2 separate regions of the Ovis aries genome follow, and region 2 is linked to region 1. A link is a contact called in public Hi-C data. All regions are on one chromosome and are shown on one strand. The core of a region is the stretch at or near the end of the contact, and the rest is flanking DNA. Distances in the headings are between cores, read along the strand shown. Region 1 overlaps MRTFA (myocardin related transcription factor A). Region 2 has its middle 38 kb from the start of MRTFA.

Region 1 (6,245 bases), core at 2,725-5,224:
GGGATGCCCTTTTCCTGGTCCCGTGGCTAGTGAGGGTAGGTTTTGTTGGGGCTTTTTTGCCCGCTTCCATCAGCATCTCCAGGTTGCTGGCCTCGTCAGCTCCAAATCTGGGATGTATGAGGCAAAAAGGAAACTCGAGGGACCCGCCACTGTGTCCTGCTTCGGGTTCCAAAGTCCCTGGCCAGTCTGTCACCTTCTCTCCACCTTTCAGACCCTATCATAGAAGGTCTGGAGTGTTCATTTGTACTCGGTGGGAGGAGTATGGCAAAGTATGTCTTCTCGGCTCCCCTGATGCAGGCCCTGCGACAGCTCATTAGAGCTCTTCAGGGGCTGGGCCCACCCCCACCCCCACCCCCACCCCCCAAGCCTTGTGATCGCCACGTGAACGCCCCCGACCCGCTGCGTCAGACCACCCACCTGTAGTCCCGTGAAGTTGCTGTGCTCTCGGGTGACCGACCCACTCCCTTCCTTGTCTGCCTGTGGTATTTCTATTCCCTTCATTTGGGTTTTCTCTGTAAATCTACCCGGACAGTTCAAACACTTCTTTCCTCAGGCAGAATTTTGCCTCTTCTGCCTTATGTAGTCGTTTCAGTTACCTCTGCACCTGAACTTCTCTCTTATGCTGTCATTATTTGTCTTTTTGTGACCAGATCATGAGCTGCCGTAGAGGGCTGGGACTCCATCCTGTCCAGCCTTGTCCTCAGTAACTAGCGCAGTAGCTGCTTAATAATGCTTTATTAGATGGATGGATGGATCTGGCTCTCGTTTCCCACCTGAGTTGTTAAATACATTTGTTCCCCATTCCCTCACCGCCCCCCACCACACACACCAGCCCCCACTGATGCCCTGTGCGCAGGCCTGGTGCTTCTGCCGTGGACAGAGAGCCCCCAGGCTTGCCTGGCCCGTTGCAGTCTGTTGACCTCTCTGAGGTGTCCTGGGTTCGCAGCCTTTGAGTTCCTCTGCGTACAGAATGGGTGGTGAGCTTTAGTTCTAGCATGGTGTCTTCCTGAGAACGGGAATGATCGTTTTTGTGTTCATTATGTCAGCACCTAATAAAGTGACATTCAGACCCAGGCACCTGATATATTCCTTAATGACAGTGATGAGGAAATGAGTCTTGGTCGTTCGCTGCTGCCGTTCTTGCTGAAAAGCATTTCCAGCAGCGCCCGTGGCTTGCAGGAGGCGTTGCACTGTCTGCATCTGGGGCTGGTGGTGGGAGAGAGCTGTGCTTCCCTGCTGGGTAGGTCCTGAAGGCTCCTCGCGCTCACGCTTCCGTCACTCGGCCCGTGCTCCTGAGAACTGCGCCCAGCACAGCACCCAGCTGCCCCTGGGAAGCAGAAATCTCCTTTCCTTTGAGAAAGGAAATTGAAACAGTTTCTTCTCTTTTTATGTCACAAATGACCTCAGTTAAGGCAGCAGATCTGTTCAGGGAGAAGGAAGACGGGCGCTGAAGAGGAGGAACAGGGTATGTGGCTGGTGCTTAGAGCCAGCCCGGGCCGAAACGGGTCAGGAGCACCGCACCGCTTAGGCACTTGCACGCGTTTGATTTCCTTGCTGCTGTTTCCTTTCAGTGCGTGTTTGCACTGCTCCCTGTGTTCACACAAAGCCGTGCAAGCGTCCCAGGAAACCAGTTTCGGGAAGATGGGAATGAAGAATCCTGTTTCAGTGCCCAGTGACACCAAACGTGTATCCTTGTAGATAGCCATGTGCAGTTCTTGGGCTTGCGTTGGTTTAGGGGGCCGGGGACATCTCTCTCAGAGACTGCCTCCTCGGAGTTTCTGGGAAAATAAAAGTTCCAAGTGAGCAGTGCCTGGGCTCCTCAGGCAAAGCCATTAAGGCAGTGTGGCGCGGGAAGACACGAGTCTAAGGTGAACACCGCCCTCGGACTCAGACACACACTTAACGGATTAGCTTTTGAGTCTTTGGGGATTTTCCACAACTCGTAGAGGCCTGAACTTCATAATGTATTTTCTGTGTTGCCGTGCCTCCTTGTGTCTCGTTCCCGCAGTGGACAAGTGTGTGGCGATCATGGCTTGACACTGCCACCTGCTTCCATATCAGGAAAGCCCAGCACTTAGTGTTATCACCCCTGCCCCTCACTAGCCGACCCTCCATAGCCACGGCTTTTAGCAAAGCTGGCCAGATATGTTCAGAGGTGGCCTCTCCACCACATGCCCCAGTCTTCCGAGAGCACTGGCTACCCAGCTCCAGGCATCCCCAAACAGGCCTCAGAAGCACCTTCTAGGAGTCCTGACGAGAGGGGCCGTCGCCCCATCCTCCTTTGCCTTCCTGGAAGTGGCTCTCGAATTCGCTGAACTTGCTCTCAGAGAGCAGAATTAGACATGGGGAGCGCAGAGTGGGCTCTTCAGGGGCTGACAGAGTCCTCCTCACCTGTCACCTGGGTTGGGGTCCACTACCCGGTGAAAGGCCTCACAGGTCTCTGCAGTGTTAGTTTCCTCATGGGTGGGTTGGAAGAGTGGTGCCTGCCTCGTGGTTGTTAAAAGATTCAGTGAGATTCTAATGCTATGAAATGAAGCTGTCTTTGGGGATCAGTGATCATTGTGTGAATTTTTTGCGGGGGTCTTCATTTCTGGTTCTTTGGCTCAAGCTCTGAGGACCTGAGAAGCTCCTCTGGTCTCGTCATCGCCCTCCTGGCTCACCTCCTGGCGTCAGTGCTGGAGGCTGTGCCTTCAGCCTCATGTGAGCTCATGTTTCTGGCCGTGGCTCTGTGACCTGCAGTCACTGCGGCCCTCCTCTGAGCCTCCCTCCCAGCGGTTTGTGCTCAGCATGGTGGTCAAGCCGGCCTTGCCACACCGCCTGCCCTCTGCCCTGCTTCTCAGCCTCCCTGCCTCCACATCCAGTGGGGCCATCCTTCTCCACATTCTGAAGAAATTAAGAAACCAGCCCAGAGGAGAGAAAGAACGCTGGCCTGAGGGTGAGAGGGGATGAGGTTAAGGACCTTACTCTGCCACTCGCTGCCTTTCCTCCCGTTTCTGAGCCTGCCCACGGCTGTCAAACAGCACTGCACGCCACGTGGAGTCACTGGGAACATTCGACTGGACAGCACTTCAGAGTGTCCAGAATGGCACGCCACAGCACCTCGCTGGCATGAAAATGGAGCCGGACAGGAAGTCAGCTGCCCCTGGCGCATGTCCCCACTCCCAACCGCACATGTGGTGGGCCTGAGGGCAACACAGGCCTTTGCGGTCGGGAAAGTCTGCGCAGTGTGAGCTGGCGCTCCAGAGGCTGGGTGTGTGCCTGCCCGGGGCAGCAGAGTAGGCTCTGGCGTGGCCGGCACCAAGACTGGTGCAGAAACTCGCTAGCCCCTGTGGGGATCTAACCCAGGGCCCAGCCGGATCACCGCGCAGGTGGTGAGGGCGCCCCCAGCCCCAGAGCGCTGTCGCTCGACATGGGGATTCAGAAGTGGGCGGAGTCCACTCTGCAGAAGACGAGAGCCAGAGCGCAGGCGATCCCCCCCGTCACGCCAGCAGCGACAGGAACACGGACGTCCTCATTTTCTGTTGGGGATCCCTGCGAGGTTTCGAACCCAGATGAGAGCTTAATCCTGGCTGCTCAAGGGGAAGTTCAGAGCTCATAGAGTCCTCCAGGGCGCAACTGTGTGTCCATTCCACGTGGAATAGCCAGCAGACCACCGAATGAGCCATGCGCTGGGTGCCCTCGGCGGCGCTGGGGTTACCGTCAGAGAGGAAAGGAGGACACGGGCCCCTGCCGTGCCCGAGGGAGCTGGCTGGCAGTAAATTAGAAAGATACTGCTGAGACTCTCCGGGAGTGTCAGACGGCAATGAGCTGTGGAGAAGAAGGCAGAAGGGCAGCCGGGGGCGGGGCGGCGGACACTGAGTTTCCCTCTGCTTTTTGGTCCTTACCGTCCTCTGCAAGAGCACAGCTGTCTGTCACCCCACGCCCAGCAGGGCTCTCGGAGGCTGATGCTGGACTTGCGCCAGCTGTACTCAGCGGAAGCAGATGCAGGCTGGCCTGGTGGCCCGCAGAGATGCCCAGAGCTTCAGACCGGAGCTGGGCGGCCTCTGGGAGCTTGGCGAGGGAGCCTGTGTGCTGCTTTTCCTTAGTGATCGTTTGTTATAAATCTAGAGCTCCCCCTGCTGTTTAGGAGGTGGGGTACTCTCAGCTGACCTTTCAAAAATGATGGTTTCTTTTATATCCTAAGATTTAAAAACTTAAAAAAAAAAAAACGACTGCGGGGACGTTTGGCACTTCGTTCTGGTTCAGCTGCAGTTGCGGCCCGGCGGGAGGAAGGGCGGGGTGTGGGGTGGGGTGGGGCAGGGGCCCCAGCAGGATGGGGTCAAGTCTGTGCCCTGGCCACTTGTAGCGCCTCCTCACCCTGCTCCCGCACCACAGCCGGCAGCCCCTCCACACCGTCTCACAGCTGCTCTGAAACCTGGGGCAGCAGAACTGAAACTGACCCCCGTCTGGTGAATTTCTTGAAGTGAGCCAGGCCAGCCATTCCCTGTTCAAGCTCAGGGTATCCCCACTCATCATTTGCTGAACTGGCTTCACAGCGCTGCATTTGTAGAGGGTCTGACTCTGGTCTCCCTACCCCCAGCATGCTTTGCCGAGTGGCGAGCTGTGGCCCGTGGGGCGGTTGCCCCAGAATAGAGCCGGGTCCCTGACGGGGCTCCAGGGGGGCCCTCCTGGTCAGCGGCTGGTTGTGAGCACAGCAGTCAGCCACACAAACCCGGTGAAGGTCTTAGTCCTTAAAGATGATTTCATGCAAGTTAATGCATGATTTTCAATGCAAGTTAATTTTAGCAGCACTGTTACCACCAGCTGAACCGAGGAAGGACACGGCACCGAGTAGATGTACGTCCTTTTGGTTGGGCTGCCTCAGTCACAACATTTGGTCGTGTGGCGATCCCTGATGAGGCTGAAGGAGGACAGTGGGGGCGCCTGGCTTGCAGGCATACTCTGTGTCCCCGTCTTCCAGGGCTGGCAGCTCCGTAAGGGTTGTGTTAGGGCTACGTTCCGTGGGTGCACCTTAGCAGTGGCCATTCCCCATGAGAATGGAATCACCAGGATTGTAGTGATGGGGCAGCTGAGCCGTAAAGATGTGTGCTTACTCAGGTGCCACTTTCTCCTTCCCGTCAGCCGACGTGAACAGTGCTGCTGAAGTGAACCTGAATCAAGACGCCTCTCCACTGTGAGCTATAGCAGCAGGCCTGATGCTTCACTCTGATGTAATTATTGTACGGTTCTTCTCCCAACAGCTTTGAAAAGTCCAGCTGCGTTTCATGAGCAGAGAAGGAGCTTGGAGCGGGCCAGGGTAAGGCATCTTTCTTCCAGGGACCCTCACCACGAGCCCCATCAGAGCCCATTGTGGTGCCGCCATCTTCCCTCCAGTCTGGCGTGGTCCCCAGGGTCCGCCCCGGCCTCACAGTTCCAAACAGAAAGCTCTGCCTTTCCGCTTCATCCCACCCCAGTGTCTGCCAGCCTGAAGGTTTAGACCATGATCAGAAGGAGTGTCCTCCTCTGGTACATCCAAGGGTGTGTCATGGGTGCCAGCCTCCTGGGTTTGGAAACCGCTGATATTTTCCACGCTTGGATTCCACTTGGCCTTTGGTGGCTGTTAGGACGTAAACACCGGCCACGGGAAGGCTTGCTGAGTGGCGGTCCCTCCGTGTCTGGCTGCACTGCTCTCGTGACTCCAGGTGGGCCTGGAGACCTCCCTGTTCCCTGAGCAGCCAGGGTCCACTGCAGGCCGTGGAAGCAGAAGCTGGGCCCCTGGGCACCGGCTCACGCTGCTGCACCTGGCTTGCTGCTCTGTCCCCCTTGGTTTCAGTTCCCTCAGGGGCCTCGGGGGTGGTCTGCTGCCTGGCGTGGGTGGAGAGGGGGAAGTGGCCAGAGCGTGCTTCCCCCTCTCGGCCCGGCACTTTTTCTTTTATGTAAAAGTCAAGGGAGGGGAACCTCGGCAGATGGAGGCTCGCGGGCTGCCCGGGGCCACAGCTCTGCCAGACTCTGAATCGCTTACCTCCAGGGCTCATCCTACGGTCTTCTGTTTTTATCTTATTTTTAACCAACTGCTAAGGAAAATGATGATGAATTCTTAGAGTGAGCGGGAAGAATGAGGTCCCGGGTGCTGGGAATGAAAGGAGTGGCTGGCTGCACTGTTGTACCTGCCGGAGGATGAGGGAGTACGAGGAATGGCCTTGCCTGCGCCTCCTACCCAGTCTTAAGACTTGGTGCCCCTTCCTGGCCTGCTTCTCCAAGGCAAG
Region 2 (6,245 bases), core at 2,135-4,634, 190 kb before region 1:
AACTTAACCCCTTCAGAGCCCATGGCTAGTGACCGAGCTATATTGGGCAACACAAAGTGGCCCCGTGGTGTGGTTTATGTGCCAGAGCTCTCTGGGGTGGATCAGGCCAAGAGATTATTTGAGCCTTACTTGGCTCTTTTCCTTTCCCTGCTCAACTTCCTCGTTTATAGGTTTTTCCTCCCTCAATAATCCCATTTACAGAATCTCCCCTCATATGTGGGCTCTGAGGACCCTGACTTCAGACATCCATGAAGTCAGCCAGAAAATGGCTGGACCCGGGCTCCCCAACAGTCATCACCTGCTGTGGCCTTTACGGTGTCTCAGCTCTGATAGTTCGCAGGTTCTCATGTGGGCTTTATTCTCAAGCACGTTATTTCCTGTGGTCTCCAGGTCAGTCCCAGGTGCAGAGCTGGACAGTTCGGCAGCCTCACTGCAAGAACGTCTCCTTCCTAATAGTTTCAACAAAGGGCCCGGGAATTCTGATTGTACCGCCTTGGGTTACCTGCCTTTCTCTAAATCAGTCTCTGCAGATGGTGGAGGTGGGGAGGGGTGAGCAGTGCTCTGATCAGGACTGGGTTGGAGTCAGCTCCTTGGCTGAGTGTGGGGAGAAGTGGTTCCTCAGGGGAAAATTAGGGTCCTCTTTCCAGAAGAGAAGATGTCTGATGGAAGGACAAAAATAGCACATGTCCCTGACGTGCTCGTGTGCAGTCATGTCCAACTGGACTGTCGCCCGCCAGGCTCCTCTGTGCATGGGATTCCCCAGGCAAAAATACTGGAGTGGGTGCTATTTCCTATTCCAGGGGATCCTTCTGACCCAGGGATCGAACCTGTGTCTCTTGAGTTTCCTGCACTGGCAGGCAGGGTTCTTTATCACTAGTGCTACCTGGGAAGCCCCACAGTATAATCCAGAGAAAAAAACAAGAGTCAAATTGAAAGCAGAGATCATTAAGTGCTCTAGATACAAGTTTCATTAATTATTTTACTTTTGTGAAAACCTTCCTGCATTGCATTACGATAAAAAACAAATAAAACCTACCACCAGCCATTTTTATCTTCATGTCTGTATCCCTAATAGAGCCTGACAAACTGAAGATGTCCCCACAAAGTCACTAGGAGAGTGTGGTGCATGGAAACCATCGTCTGAGGAATGGTGACAAGGAGAAGACTTAATCTCTGTTGTTTTGGGGACTGGTAAGAGGGTGTGGGAAAGGCGGCTTGCTGGTCATCTTCAAATATTTGGAATGTTGTCATGACAAAGTGGAATTAGCCGTGTTCTGTGTTATCTTCAGGGGATGACATTAGGATTTACGGTCAGAAACTAGAGGGAGGCAGATCATCCATAAGAAATATATATGCACACCATATATATGGTATTCACACTCGCACACACACACACACACACACACAATATATATATATACAATTTAAGTTAGGTAAAGAGGAGGCCTGTTTGAGAGGTGGTGAGTTTGCCATGTCTGGGAAGCTGAGTGGGATGTTACCCTGTTCATGGCTAATAACATATGCTGTGGGACTTCCCCAGCTGTCCAGTGGTTAAGACTCTGCTCCTCAATGCTGGTGGCATGGGTTCGATTCCTGGTTGGGGAACCAAGATCCCACATGCCATGGGGGTGTGGCCAAAAAGTGAAAAAAAAAAAAAAAAAAAACAACAAAACACACAGCTGTGTTTCCCTTTCCCCCTGGCTGTTTCCTGAAGGCTGAGGGTAGGCAGACTCCATCGGGAATGTGCCAGCCCGGTCTTGTCTTTGGGAAACCTGCCCCACGCCTGTAATTTCCACCGGCAGGACTTTTGCCTCATGCCTCTGGGCCCTCTAGTTAGTCATGCTGCTGGGGAGCGTCTGCCTGGTCACCTCAGCGTGTGCCTTCACGTCCCCCAGTTCGGTGAGAGAGCACCCCCAGGGCAGTGATGACCTCGTTTGTCTTACCCCCCCAAGAAATATTTGCTGAATGAATAATTTTATCAAGACTTTCATGGAGGAATTCTTGCCTTTGAGGAAGGTATGTGACTAAAGGGCCACAGGGCTCCTGCCTGGGACTACAAGATTCTATGAGGAGCCGTGATACTGAACTTGAAATTGACAAGATAGATGAATAACTGGCAAGACCAGGGCGCCCCTTAGGCTTTTGCAGCAGTTGGAGGGGGAGAAGCACCCTCTCCTGCCTTACCTCTGAGAGTGACACCAATGAGCAGCCTCGGGAGGCTTTTGGGGGAGAATAGGGGGCTATAGTAAGAATTACTCTGGGATGTAAAACGATCTGCCTCGTTTCTGTCTGTGCGCCGTCACGCCGCTCCTTCCTAAACCTGCAAGAATGCTCTACCCCTTCTTCCTGTAGCTGCCCGTTACTCCCCCCTCCTTACTCTGTCTGGTGACACCATCCCCAGGAAGCTTTCGGGAAAGCACTTCCCCCTCTTTCCACCCCGCCAAGTTGGAGTTATTTAGCCTTTTCTGGGCTCCCGCCCATTGCTGGGGGGAGGGGAAGCAAATGGCTTGCCTCCCTCGAGGCATTTACCGCAGGGAACCTGGCTTTCCTTGTTTCTCTCTCCCTTTTAGCCCGCTTTCTTTCTCCTTGTTGAAGTCATGGACCAAGTCCCTGTGTGGCCTTTGCGCCTAACGCAGCACACACACACACCCCGCACCTCCCTACCCCACACCCCGCACCTCCCTACCCCACACCCCTTCGCTACGAGAGTGGATGCCGGAGAGAGGAGGACATCAATCAGCATCTTATAATCATAGAATTACGCGAATGGTCTAGTGCAGTCCTCCCTTGGGTTCATTCAGTCTTTTCTTCTTGAAGCCCAAAGCACTTTTGCTGTTAATGATCTCAACATTCTGGGCAGGTAAAGTTGGGTTAGGTGGGTGCCGGTATCCTCCCGTTTACTGTAGTGGAAACTGACTCAAAGAAACGGGACGACAGGCTTCGGTGGGGCGGGGGCTGTAACGGGAATTCAGGGGTCAGGGCCAGTGCGGAATTTATTGTGTCTCCTTTTGGGAAGCGTGAAATTAAGTAATCGATTTATGAGCCCCAGGCGGGGATCCTTCAGCCCCCTAGAAGGATTGTGATGGGGTCTGGAGGATTAATGCACTAAGCTCTGGCAGCATTGACCCCTTGGCAACTTGGCCAGGTGTGGCCGGGTCCGCCGCCCTTGCCTTGACTGGATGACCAATGGGTTGCGGCCTCTTTAAGGCCACAGCGCCCCGCCTCCGGCTCGTCTCCGACCTCCTCCCACCTCCTCACCGCCACTCCGCCAGTTCCAGACTTTCCTCGACAATGAGGTCATCTCCCCGCTGTCCATTGGCTGCGCTGGGCCGTCAGTCACAGGAAGTCCCGCCGCCACGCTGGCCTCGCTGGTATCCCTCCCGTCCCCTCCCTCCTTTTAGTCCGTGGTTCCCGGCCTCCACGAGGCCTCAGATTGGTCAGCACTGCTGTCACTCCTCCAGCGGGCGTGGCGTGGAGGTGGGGCGGGAGGCGGGTGTGGTAGGAGGACCCGCAGCTTCCGTGCCTGAGAGGAGCCGGCCGAGGCCGTGTCTGTGGTGTCCCCGCGGCGGCAGCGGTGAGCGCGACCGTCCCATCCTTCCCACCCGCTCAGCTCCCTCGCTGCACGCCCTCCGCTCGCGCCGACTTATCCATAGCTCCGCGCTTCCCGGCTGGACGCTGAGCCTCGGGAGGAGACACGCGCGGTTGAGAGCCGGAGCGGGGACCGCCGCGGAGCCCGGGCCGGGAGGAGAGCTAGGCGGTGAGTGAGAGCCCGGGCAGGGGACCCCTCCCCCACCGCAGCCCCGCCCCGAGCATCCTTTCTCCGGGCGACCCCGCCGCGCGCGCCCTCCGGGGGTCCGGCTGTGAGCCGGCCTCGCCCCTCGGCCCCTTCCTCACCGTCGCCCCGCTTCCCCAGGCCGGGGTCGTAGAGCCGGGACGGGCGGCATGGGGGCGCGGGCTGTCGGTGCACCTGTGCGCGGCCGGGCCGGGCCGCGGGGGTGTGGAGGCACGGAGGTTCCCGCCCCCGCGGCGTCCCGGGCGTTTCGTGACTGCAGGGACCAGGTGTCTGTCGGGCGCTTTCTCCTGGATCTTGTGTAGACCCTTAGGATCCATGTGCAGTTCCCAGGATTCCCAAGCAAGGAAGTCTCACCTGGACTTGTTGATGCCTGTGCGGCTCCCTGAATGCTGCCAGGTGTAAGGGATCTGGCAGATTTGAAACTTTCCCGTCCAACAAAATGTTTGCCAGGACACTTCTAGTATGTTCCCTAGCCTGGCGAGAATGCAGCAGCATCGATCCTCTGTAGTTGCTAGGGCTGGAGTTTTCGAGTCAGCCTCTCAAACCTGCTATGTGCCAGCTGTGTAATCTTGGACCTCAGTTTCCTCATCTGAAAATTGGGGGTAATAATAGTATCCATCATGGGGTCGTTGTAGGAGTTAAAATGTTTGACACTGCGCTTGCCCACCTTAGTAAAGGCCCAAGCAGTGTTTGTTTTTACAACATTGAGAACCGCGATAGACCAGCATGTGTGTGTAAGCACCAGTCCAGCTTGGCTTTGTCAGGGTTTCTGTTTTCTCTCTGTTAGGCAGCATAACTAAAGGGCAGTTTGGTGGACAGTTAACTGCTTACCAGCCTATGCTTGGCATGAAGTGTGTGTAGACAGGAATGTGAAATACGTCACTTGACTCCAGCAGTGAAATTACACCTAGCGTCCGGCATATTTACATACTTAAAAATCCATAAGATGTCTGAAATGCGCCCGCCCCCAAGTTGCCAGTTTTTGAGCTCTTTTCAGGGTCTTTTCCACCTGAAGCCAAGGTCTGAAGCAGAATCTCTATTTAAAATAAGTTAAATTTGCGTGTCTTACTTTGGAAGATCCCCCCAGACTCCACATTTCACTTATGCAGTTTTACTGTTGAAAAGCAGCCACCTCCCAGGGATGAGGTGACAGCCAGCTGGCCCACAGCCCTATGACTGTAGGGTGGGGAACCTTTGGCTGAAAGTTCCTAAGCTAAATTTTGCCTGGTGGTGTTCGCATTTTTCACAGCGAAGCAAAGGGCTTTATGATCCTCAGTTTCTTAATGAAATGTTTTAGAAAGAAGCAAACCATTACTGCTTTTTTCAAAAACACATGCATAGGAAAACCGGCTGTAGTATAGTTCCAGCATTTGCTTCAGTTCTTTGCCAGTAACTCTTAAGAAGAGCTCCTGTTTAAAAAGGCTTCCAAAAGCTACATCCATTAGGATACCATTTTTTATTTAGAAGGAAATCATGTGAGAGTATTCTGTATCGCATACGCCAAAAGTATTTATTGCAGACTTTCTGAGTCCTTAGTGCTATGTCGAGTGTTATGAGGAAGAGATTCAGAAGCACAGAGGAGCATCTCGGCCCATAAAGGGCAAAAACACAAAGTTTGGTCACCCAGGAGGTAGTATGGATACTGCTGAAGTAGTGACTTCATTCATTCATTCAGTTTTTGTTTCATGCCTGTAACGTGCCAGGTGTTCTTCTAAAAGCTGAGGCTATGAAATGAGTGAGGTGTATGTTCCCTCCTCATGAGGAACTCACAGTCTAGTGGGAGAGACGGAAAGTGACAGATGACTGTAACACACTGACGCAAACCCCAGGTGCAAACCCAGAACTATGTGGGAGAGTCGAGGGACCGTTTCCTTTGGACTTCAAGGAGAGGATGGCCTTTGAGCTGAATCTTTTTTTCATGAGATGAAAGAGAGGAAGATCATTCCAGAGAGGAATAACTAAACTTAAAAACTGACAACTGTTTGGACCATAAGTACAAGTCCTAGGTAAGGGGAAAGAAAACTGACTTTCTGCGATGCTCACTACGTGACAGGCATCAAGCTAGGCTTTTAATGCATTGCTTAATCCTCACAGTGATTCTGTGAGGTAGATTTTACTTCCACTTCAGGATATGGAAACTGAGGCTCAGGGTGTTAAAGAATTTGTCTAAGGTTACACAGTGAGTGACCGAGCCAGAACTGGAATTCCTAACTTAAAAGTGTAGTGAGCTTTTTTTTTTTCTTTTAACACTCTGTTTTGTTGTAGAAGTACTAAATAATACAATATACTTCAGTTAAAAACTGCTTTCTGTGAAACAAATTCATATTTGAGTTGCTTGGACTTGTATAATGAATATAGGCTATTTTTAAAAAAATCAAATGGTATTTATTTTACACTTATAAATGGGATATTTGCTAAAAATCATGACCCATGAAAACATTCAGTAAGAACA

What was found. Hi-C and Micro-C count contacts between places; a contact is called where the count stands out from the background.
Region 2: a contact with region 1 is called in a Hi-C map of hypothalamus, with 4 times the contacts expected there. The contact joins two enhancer-like sites. A contact is called at or near these places in 11 of 16 Hi-C or Micro-C datasets (blood, hypothalamus, liver and 5 more).

What each region holds. Positions count from the first base shown.
Region 1 is chr3:217,567,015-217,573,259 of ARS-UI_Ramb_v3.0, reverse strand. It overlaps MRTFA (myocardin related transcription factor A), which reads left to right. Exons shown (of 14, transcript XM_060413573.1): 3 at 5,241-5,296. Among named protein-coding and RNA genes, the nearest start is that of SGSM3, 54 kb to the right of the region's middle. Within about 2 kb of position 3,974, at least 14 of the 54 cell types and tissues checked have an H3K27ac peak or open chromatin away from gene starts, as enhancers often do. A contact at or near this core is called in hypothalamus and tail adipose tissue, where this site is marked.
Region 2 is chr3:217,751,495-217,757,739 of ARS-UI_Ramb_v3.0, reverse strand. No RefSeq gene overlaps it. Among named protein-coding and RNA genes, the nearest start is that of MRTFA, 38 kb to the right of the region's middle. Within about 2 kb of position 3,384, at least 53 of the 54 cell types and tissues checked have an H3K27ac peak or open chromatin away from gene starts, as enhancers often do. A contact at or near this core is called in hypothalamus and tail adipose tissue, where this site is marked.